Regions from separate parts of the Mus musculus genome. Here region 1 is linked to region 2. Evidence: chromatin contacts called from public Hi-C data. All regions are on one chromosome and are shown on one strand. Each heading gives the region's core, a stretch centred on a gene start, on an enhancer-like site or on the middle of the called end of the contact. The rest is flanking DNA. Distances are from core to core; before and after follow the strand shown. Region 1 overlaps Rtn1 (reticulon 1). Region 2 has its middle 62 kb from the start of Daam1.

Evidence for each region. Hi-C and Micro-C count contacts between places; a contact is called where the count stands out from the background.
Region 1: a Hi-C map of liver shows a contact between it and region 2, with 2.3 times the contacts expected there. The contact joins two enhancer-like sites. A contact is called at or near these places in 1 of 484 Hi-C or Micro-C datasets (liver), 1 of 115 datasets of contacts at active chromatin or transcription factors (embryonic stem cells) and 1 of 9 other capture datasets (embryonic stem cells).

What each region holds. Positions count from the first base shown.
Region 1 is chr12:72,283,992-72,287,294 of GRCm38.p6, forward strand. The region is part of intron 3 of Rtn1 (reticulon 1); the gene reads right to left. Among named protein-coding and RNA genes, the nearest start is that of Gm52013, 26 kb to the left of the region's middle. Within about 2 kb of position 1,465, at least 38 of the 459 cell types and tissues checked have an H3K27ac peak or open chromatin away from gene starts, as enhancers often do. A contact at or near this core is called in liver, where this site is marked.
Region 2 is chr12:71,767,082-71,770,551 of GRCm38.p6, forward strand. No RefSeq gene overlaps it. Among named protein-coding and RNA genes, the nearest start is that of Daam1, 62 kb to the right of the region's middle. Within about 2 kb of position 2,015, at least 16 of the 459 cell types and tissues checked have an H3K27ac peak or open chromatin away from gene starts, as enhancers often do. A contact at or near this core is called in liver, where this site is marked.

The DNA of each region.
Region 1 (3,303 bases), core at 215-2,714, 520 kb after region 2:
AGTTTGTGCAGCTTTTATTGGCCAAACAAATAGTTTTCTGGTTCTATTGAGTAATATAAGACTGAAAGAAAACACTCTCTGTAGTCAAAAGAATAGGAGTGGCCTAAATCTCCTTGGTATCTGGAGTTACTGTGTTAAAAAAACACTCCTAAGAGCATACAATAAGAGGACATGCAATGCTTTTCCCTAGTCCCCAAACTCAATTTTACTTTTGCTTTCACACAGGTTACTGCAGGCTCCTGGCTTCAGGCTGGGGAGTATGAACAATCCAATACGAATGTGCAGCTTCCTCCATCCCTCCTCTCTGCCCCACTTTGTACCTGATCCCTGATGGCCTCTATGGAGGTTAAATGTTTAATTTCAGTTATACAAAGGTCTGTTGAGTTTCTCAAGCTATGCAGTAACTCCAAATGTACCACATAACAGGGAGAAGCCAGGTAGAAAACACATTTGCACCCCACCCCCCGCAGTAGTGTGTCATCATTTCAGCATCTGAAACTGGTACTCGGGCAATTGAAGCAACAATTATTTCTGTATTTGCCACCCCACCCCCAGTAAACCAAACAAATACTGTTATTACTTTTGGACAACCTAATCTCTTCCTTTGAAGTAAAGGGGAACGGGAAGAAGAACGGGATCAATATTCCACTAATAATCCCCCGGCCCCCAGATTTTGGAAGCTGTGGATAAATAAGTACAGAAAGATATGAATACAGATACGGCTCAGCTGTTGCAGTGTAAGTCAGCAACACAGAGAGGCCGGGGTAAGTGTGGCCTTCAGTGTGCCTGGAATGTTTTGTGACATCATTTTTAGCTGCATGTCTCTACCAATGTCTGGTTTCAAGGACTGGGTCTTAGTCACCTTAGGCTCCTCAGCTCCTACCCAGGAATTCCTATGTACTTGATTCAGGAATCCATGAGAGTGTGGGTATAGACACGTCTAATAACGTAAATAAAGATGAGCCTACATGACCTGCTTACAATTCTGATTGCTTGACTCTAGAACCTCCTACCACAACTACTGATAGAAATATTAGTCTTCTCATGATGTTCAGTGTTCAGATCAACTTGACTTCAAAGCTAGTAAAAGTAGGTCAAGAGAAATGAACCAGACTGCCTATACCTCTGGACTGGACTTAACTTCACACTGCCTATCACCACCTTGCTCTGAGTTATCTGGGTTCATTTGTGTGGATACATTAATCTCCTTCATGGATGGGATGTCAGGGCAGCAGACAGTCTTCCTGTTCTCCACTCCCTCCATTCCAATGTCTTCTAAAAAGCCCAGCATATACTCTGTTCTTAATAATCGTTTATTCAGTAACTTTACTGAGGTGGCAAATGTTCACCCACTGAGAGTCAGACTGCTATTTCAGATAAAGCAAAGGGACTTAGGAACACACTGACTGCTTAGTTACATCACACGCTTGCACGTGCTTCCCGAAGCTGAAGCACAAGTCTCCGGGAAAGGTGCATGGAGAGCCAAGAGAACATGATCCTTGGACAGCAGCCCCATGCGGTGATCAGTGGAAGAGTCGGCCCCATCAGTGTGCGAGGCTTGGGCTGCGTTCTACTGAGATGTTAAAAAGAAAGGGGACTTGCCGCACGGAAGCCAGATGGGCTTGAATGCCATGGAACTTACAGCAGATGGCACTCAAATATTAAGCTAACATTTGCCTATGCTCCAAGACGAGCCGTGTGAAGCTGGTTACATGATGTCTATTTAGAAACAAGCAGCAGATAGGAAAATAAATCTGGTATCGCTAAAGCTGTCTGCTAAAAGCAAACCTAGGCATTATCACCCAATGTACTTTTTGTACAAAGGAAATGTTGATATTCCTAAGGCTGAGTTAAGTCTAACGAAAACACCCAGAACAGGGCAGCAGGAGCCCACTCTCCCCGGAACCTGTTCAAAAAACAGGCTCGGTCTGATGAAGCCGTGAAAATCTGCTTCTGTGAATCCCATGGCAACAGTGGCAGTCCTCAGACAAACACTTTACAAACCAGATTTGTTTTTCTTCTTTCTAAATACCTTTGTGTGATATTTTTGGAAAATGTTGAAATACAACCGGCATTGCGTAAGGTGTAAACACACTGTTCCAAACGCTCCAGTTTTAGATCGGGTGTTTGTTAGTTTCTCACTAACCCACGGTGGTGACTCTGCTGGTAACCCTGCAGCATCCGGCTCTCTGGGGGATGCCCCAGAAAGTCTTGTCAGCTGAAAGTCAGACTCAATAACACTTACAAAGTGCAGTGGCTATCCAGTCAGAGGAGAAGATACTCTCGAGATTTATAAGCAGCGCAATGTCACAGCATATTGGCCATCCACTTTGCCTGGGTTCTTCAAGGCTTCCTCCCAGAGAAGAGGAGTCACGGAATAGTCTCTGATTTTCTCATTAAATCAGAAGTATAAAGACTATGAAATCTTGGTCACCAAAAAGTCAAGAGCAGAGCTAATAAGAGAGTCATACAACCATGTGAACAGTGAAGAATCTCATAATGATTCTCTATGTGTAAAAACTTTCCTGGTAAAAAATGTTTGTCATAGACAAAGGAGCCCTACCTAATAACCAACTAGCACACAGAGCGTTGCCCTGATTTCTGTCATCATTTAAGACACCTTTGCTCACATGCTAATTAAAATAGATCAACTGAAAGGGGGGAATTGGAAGAGTATTAGAGAAATATGACATATTTATTTAAAGTATCAATAGTTCTGAGGTTATGCAAGAAAAATGTTTCTGGTTTTGGATATGCACATTGAAACATTTCCATGATAGCAACTTTATTTTTAAAATACTTCCCCCAAAACCAATACAACCAACATGACAGGATCCTAGTGCTAAATTCTGCCAAGTTATAAATGAAAACTCATCCTGTTATTCTAATCTGTGAGTTGAAATTTTGCTTAGAGATCATTTTTAAATATCTCAATGTATAGATTATGGAGACTCATTCCAAATCATTAGTTAGAGTCAGGTATTTGAAGAGTCAGTCTTTACCTGCTACCAAAATATATATTGTTAATGGGCAGAAGTTCCTTGTCAATGCGTCTCAAATCCTGCCCATGGGCTTTAAAAAGGTGTGACGTGGGTAAAGAAGAAACAGCAAACAGTCAAGTCCTTCCAGTAGCACGCCTCCTTCCCACCGCTGAGACAAGAAGTTCTATGTGAAGCCTATTTCCTATTTGCTACATTGCACCATCCAAAGAGTGCATAGGCAAGCTTGTTTTCCATTTAAGATAACTGAAAGGGGTTTTTATGCAGACATTTTTTTATGAATGGAGTAACATTTTATGTGACA
Region 2 (3,470 bases), core at 765-3,264:
GAGGCAGTATTGACCCTGGCTTGAAGGCATGGCAGTCTTTCAGTGGGGAGAGCACCCTTCAAAGGCAGCTCTCTTCTTCACCCAAGCCAACAGCCTCTTCTTCTCCTGCCCTGCCTCTGGCCTGTGCTTGTGGACTGGCTCTGATAGCCTAAGCTGGCTGAACTGGTTTATTGCAGGAGGCTCGTTAGCCCACAGGAGAGGACAGCCCTTTGCAGCTAAAGCCAGGTGCAGCAGAGCTGTTTGAAGTAGCCAGTGACGTCCCATTTTGGCTGGATATCCCATAGGGTGCCAAGATTCTTGGGCCTTTTCTCAAACAGAGAATTCACTGTTGGCATATTTGTCTTATTATTTTATTGGGTTCTTATATCTCTACCTCCCTTCCAACCCTTATTCCTTTCAACCCCAACACTGGATAGGAGAGAAAGAAGATTAGAGGGAAAGGGGGTGTGGTGTAGACCTCTCTGGCCTATTTCCTGCCAATTTGGGTCTTTGGATTCCTTGGGGTAAGTCCAATCTTAGTCATCAGAATATCTGGCCATCCAGAAAACCAGAAGACAAGCTATAGCAAACCCACCAGCAGCAGTGGGGGAAGCAACTGGAAGAGCATCAGCCAGCCCCACAGGCCCTCTTTGGGATCTCCTGTTTATGCCTTCTTCAGAGTCTTCTATCACACACACACACACACACACACACACACACACACACCACCTAGAAACAATCACAGTTAATTGCTGTGGACAACCTGAAGCAGCCCCATATCCCACGCTTGAGAATTAAATAAAAAATATATATTCACATAAAGAACTGTATTTTTTTTTTTAAGAAACCAAAACTCTCACTACAATTCACCATCTTTTGGGGCTCCTGGTCTTTTGTAAGAGCAGAGCTGGGACCACCTTCCTCTACACTGCCGTCTTTTCCTCTACTGGACAGAAAAGGAAAACCCCATTAGCCAATCTCCCCTGTGACTCACTTGGCCAGGAGATGTAGCAGGCTGACTGTGGTCAGTGTGGAGCAGTGAGGGGCAAACCCTCTCAGTCTCACCACCTCCTAGGACACAAGTGATGTTTAAAATGTTTGCAATGCTCTAGGAAAGTGGACCGGAGATGCCTCTCAGCTGTACAGTGCTTGCCTGGTATACACATAGCTGCAGCTTAATCCCTAGCTTAAAAAAAAGAGGAAGCAGAAGAATCCGAAGTTCAAGGTCATCCTCAGCCACACAGTGCGTTCCAGGCCTGCCTGGGATACAAGAAATAGAGTCTTACCTGTAATAGATTTGAAAAACAACGGCACAGAATGCCTCGGGTAAGATCGCTGATACCAAAATCACGTCCCTCTCCGACAACAGAACCAGTTAAAAGCCCTCTGTTTTCAGACTCTTTGATCTTAATTCAAATTAACTAAGACATTGTCTAGACTTTACCTAAAGTTTTCAAGGCTACAAATCAAATTAGATCTGTCCTAACAGAAAACACAAATTATGGATGGAAGAGAGCCCCCATCAACTGGCAGAGAGAACGATGGCAAGACGCTACCAGAAGGTGGCGGTGTTGTGCTTCGAAACGTCTCAAAGGTTGCCTGGAACTTGAAGCTTGAAGCGGAGACTCAAAACTCCGTGAGTTTATTGTTTTTGACATTCTCTACTCTTCCCTCTTCTAATGAAGAGTGTAGCACGGCTCTGTTGAGCATTTTGCCCGTAAAAATCCTTAAAATGCAAACGCCGACAAGAATACTGGTTTTCGTTTAAAAGCAGACCAACCAGGCAAAATTTCCTGCTGGAAGCTCTGCACAGGAAAGCAAAGGTCCTAGGACCTTAAGAAAACTTGGGTACACACGACAAAAACTGTATTCATAAAACCAACATTCTAACTTACGAATAATAACTAATAACGTACATAGAACTTACTAAGGCATTGTGAGAAAGAACAGAAATTATTCTCTACCATTCTCAGCTTTCTTGGACAGCAGCAGCAGTAATGACAGTCAGTGGCTGCTCTAAGTCTTTTTCTCTACTAAGCAGAGGCTCTTGTTCAGTAGCTTAAGCCCAAAGCACTGCGTGAGCACCACATATGTATTCTCTGGCTTCGGAGAGTCATGGAGGCGGCCACTGCTGTGTCACCCATTGTGGAAACAGAGTCATGGGCGTTGGTGGGGGGTGAAGGGTGAGGGGTGGGGGCGGAGGGTGGGGGCGGGGTTGTTTAGCTTCCTACCATTTTACTGTGTTTACAGGTCAGAGGGCAGTGGTCAGTTAACACCTACTACTCGCTCCTCTCCACCTTCTTGGTTTGAGATCCTTTTACTTATTCCTGAGGGCACAGAGGTTGATGCTGGTGAGGGAGAAACACGTCCACACTGTAGCACACCAGTCATGCATTTTTTAACATGAGCGTTTATGGAAATTGACTCCTAGTGTTTAGACACAGTCTTTTACTTCATTGGTTATTTATGATGCTTTGGGCATGGAAACGTGAGCTAGACTTGAAGGCTGGCGAAGGGAAGGGACTGAACTACCAACAGCCTTGCCCTCTCGCAGAGGAAAAGAAAATTCTTGCTTTCTCCAAACTGTATTCCAAAATAAATAAATAAATAAATAAATAAATAAAACTTCAAAGGATTACATTACCAGGATTCCAGCCATCTTTTTTCCATAAATTTTAAAAGTGAATTGTTTAATGCCTTTAGTGGAGTAAAATAGTTCAGAGAAGGGCAATATTATTATAAATAAGGAGCAACATAAACTTAACATAATGGATGCACTTACAGATGGATTTTGCTAATTTATTAATGGTATTGCTACTACAGGTTTATTTGTTTAACTAATAAAATGGGTATTGTGGAAATTAGCGCAGCATTTGATTTGAGATGTTGGAAAATAATAAGGATTTGAGGACGGCAGAAATAATAATAGTGTTCGGTCCCTCAGTGCTGACACAGTCTTCTCCAGCTTGAACGGAGAGAAGGAAGAATCGTTATTTAAAGCCTACATGTGAGATTTATTGAGGGACATTAGAAATTTGCGGTAGATACAGTCATGGGAGTACATTTCTAATAAAAGATTCCCCCATACAACCGTGAGTGGCTGTGCACAGGCAGGCATTGAGTCTTAGCAGCGAACCATCATTCGCTTGGCTGTATATCTCCCAAACTGAGACCTCCTAATGAGCCTCCAAGATGGCTGGCACATCTGCTGTCTTCAGAGAAGCAGAGACATGCTTGGCTCTGGGTCCAAACCATTACTCCTCACTTCACATTGAGATCCTATCTAGGAAGACTGTAAGCATATTGAAGGTGCCTGGAGTACATCGGAAAGCTGGGACCTTCTGGCAGGAACTAGTGGGACAACCCACTTGTGTTTCCGGAGGAAGTCCCATGAGTCACACATCACCATTCTCGAGTGTCAAGAAATCACTCCAATCTCTGTTTTAACAAAGCCAAATGATGGTGTGACCAGGGTAAGTAAAATGTAGCAA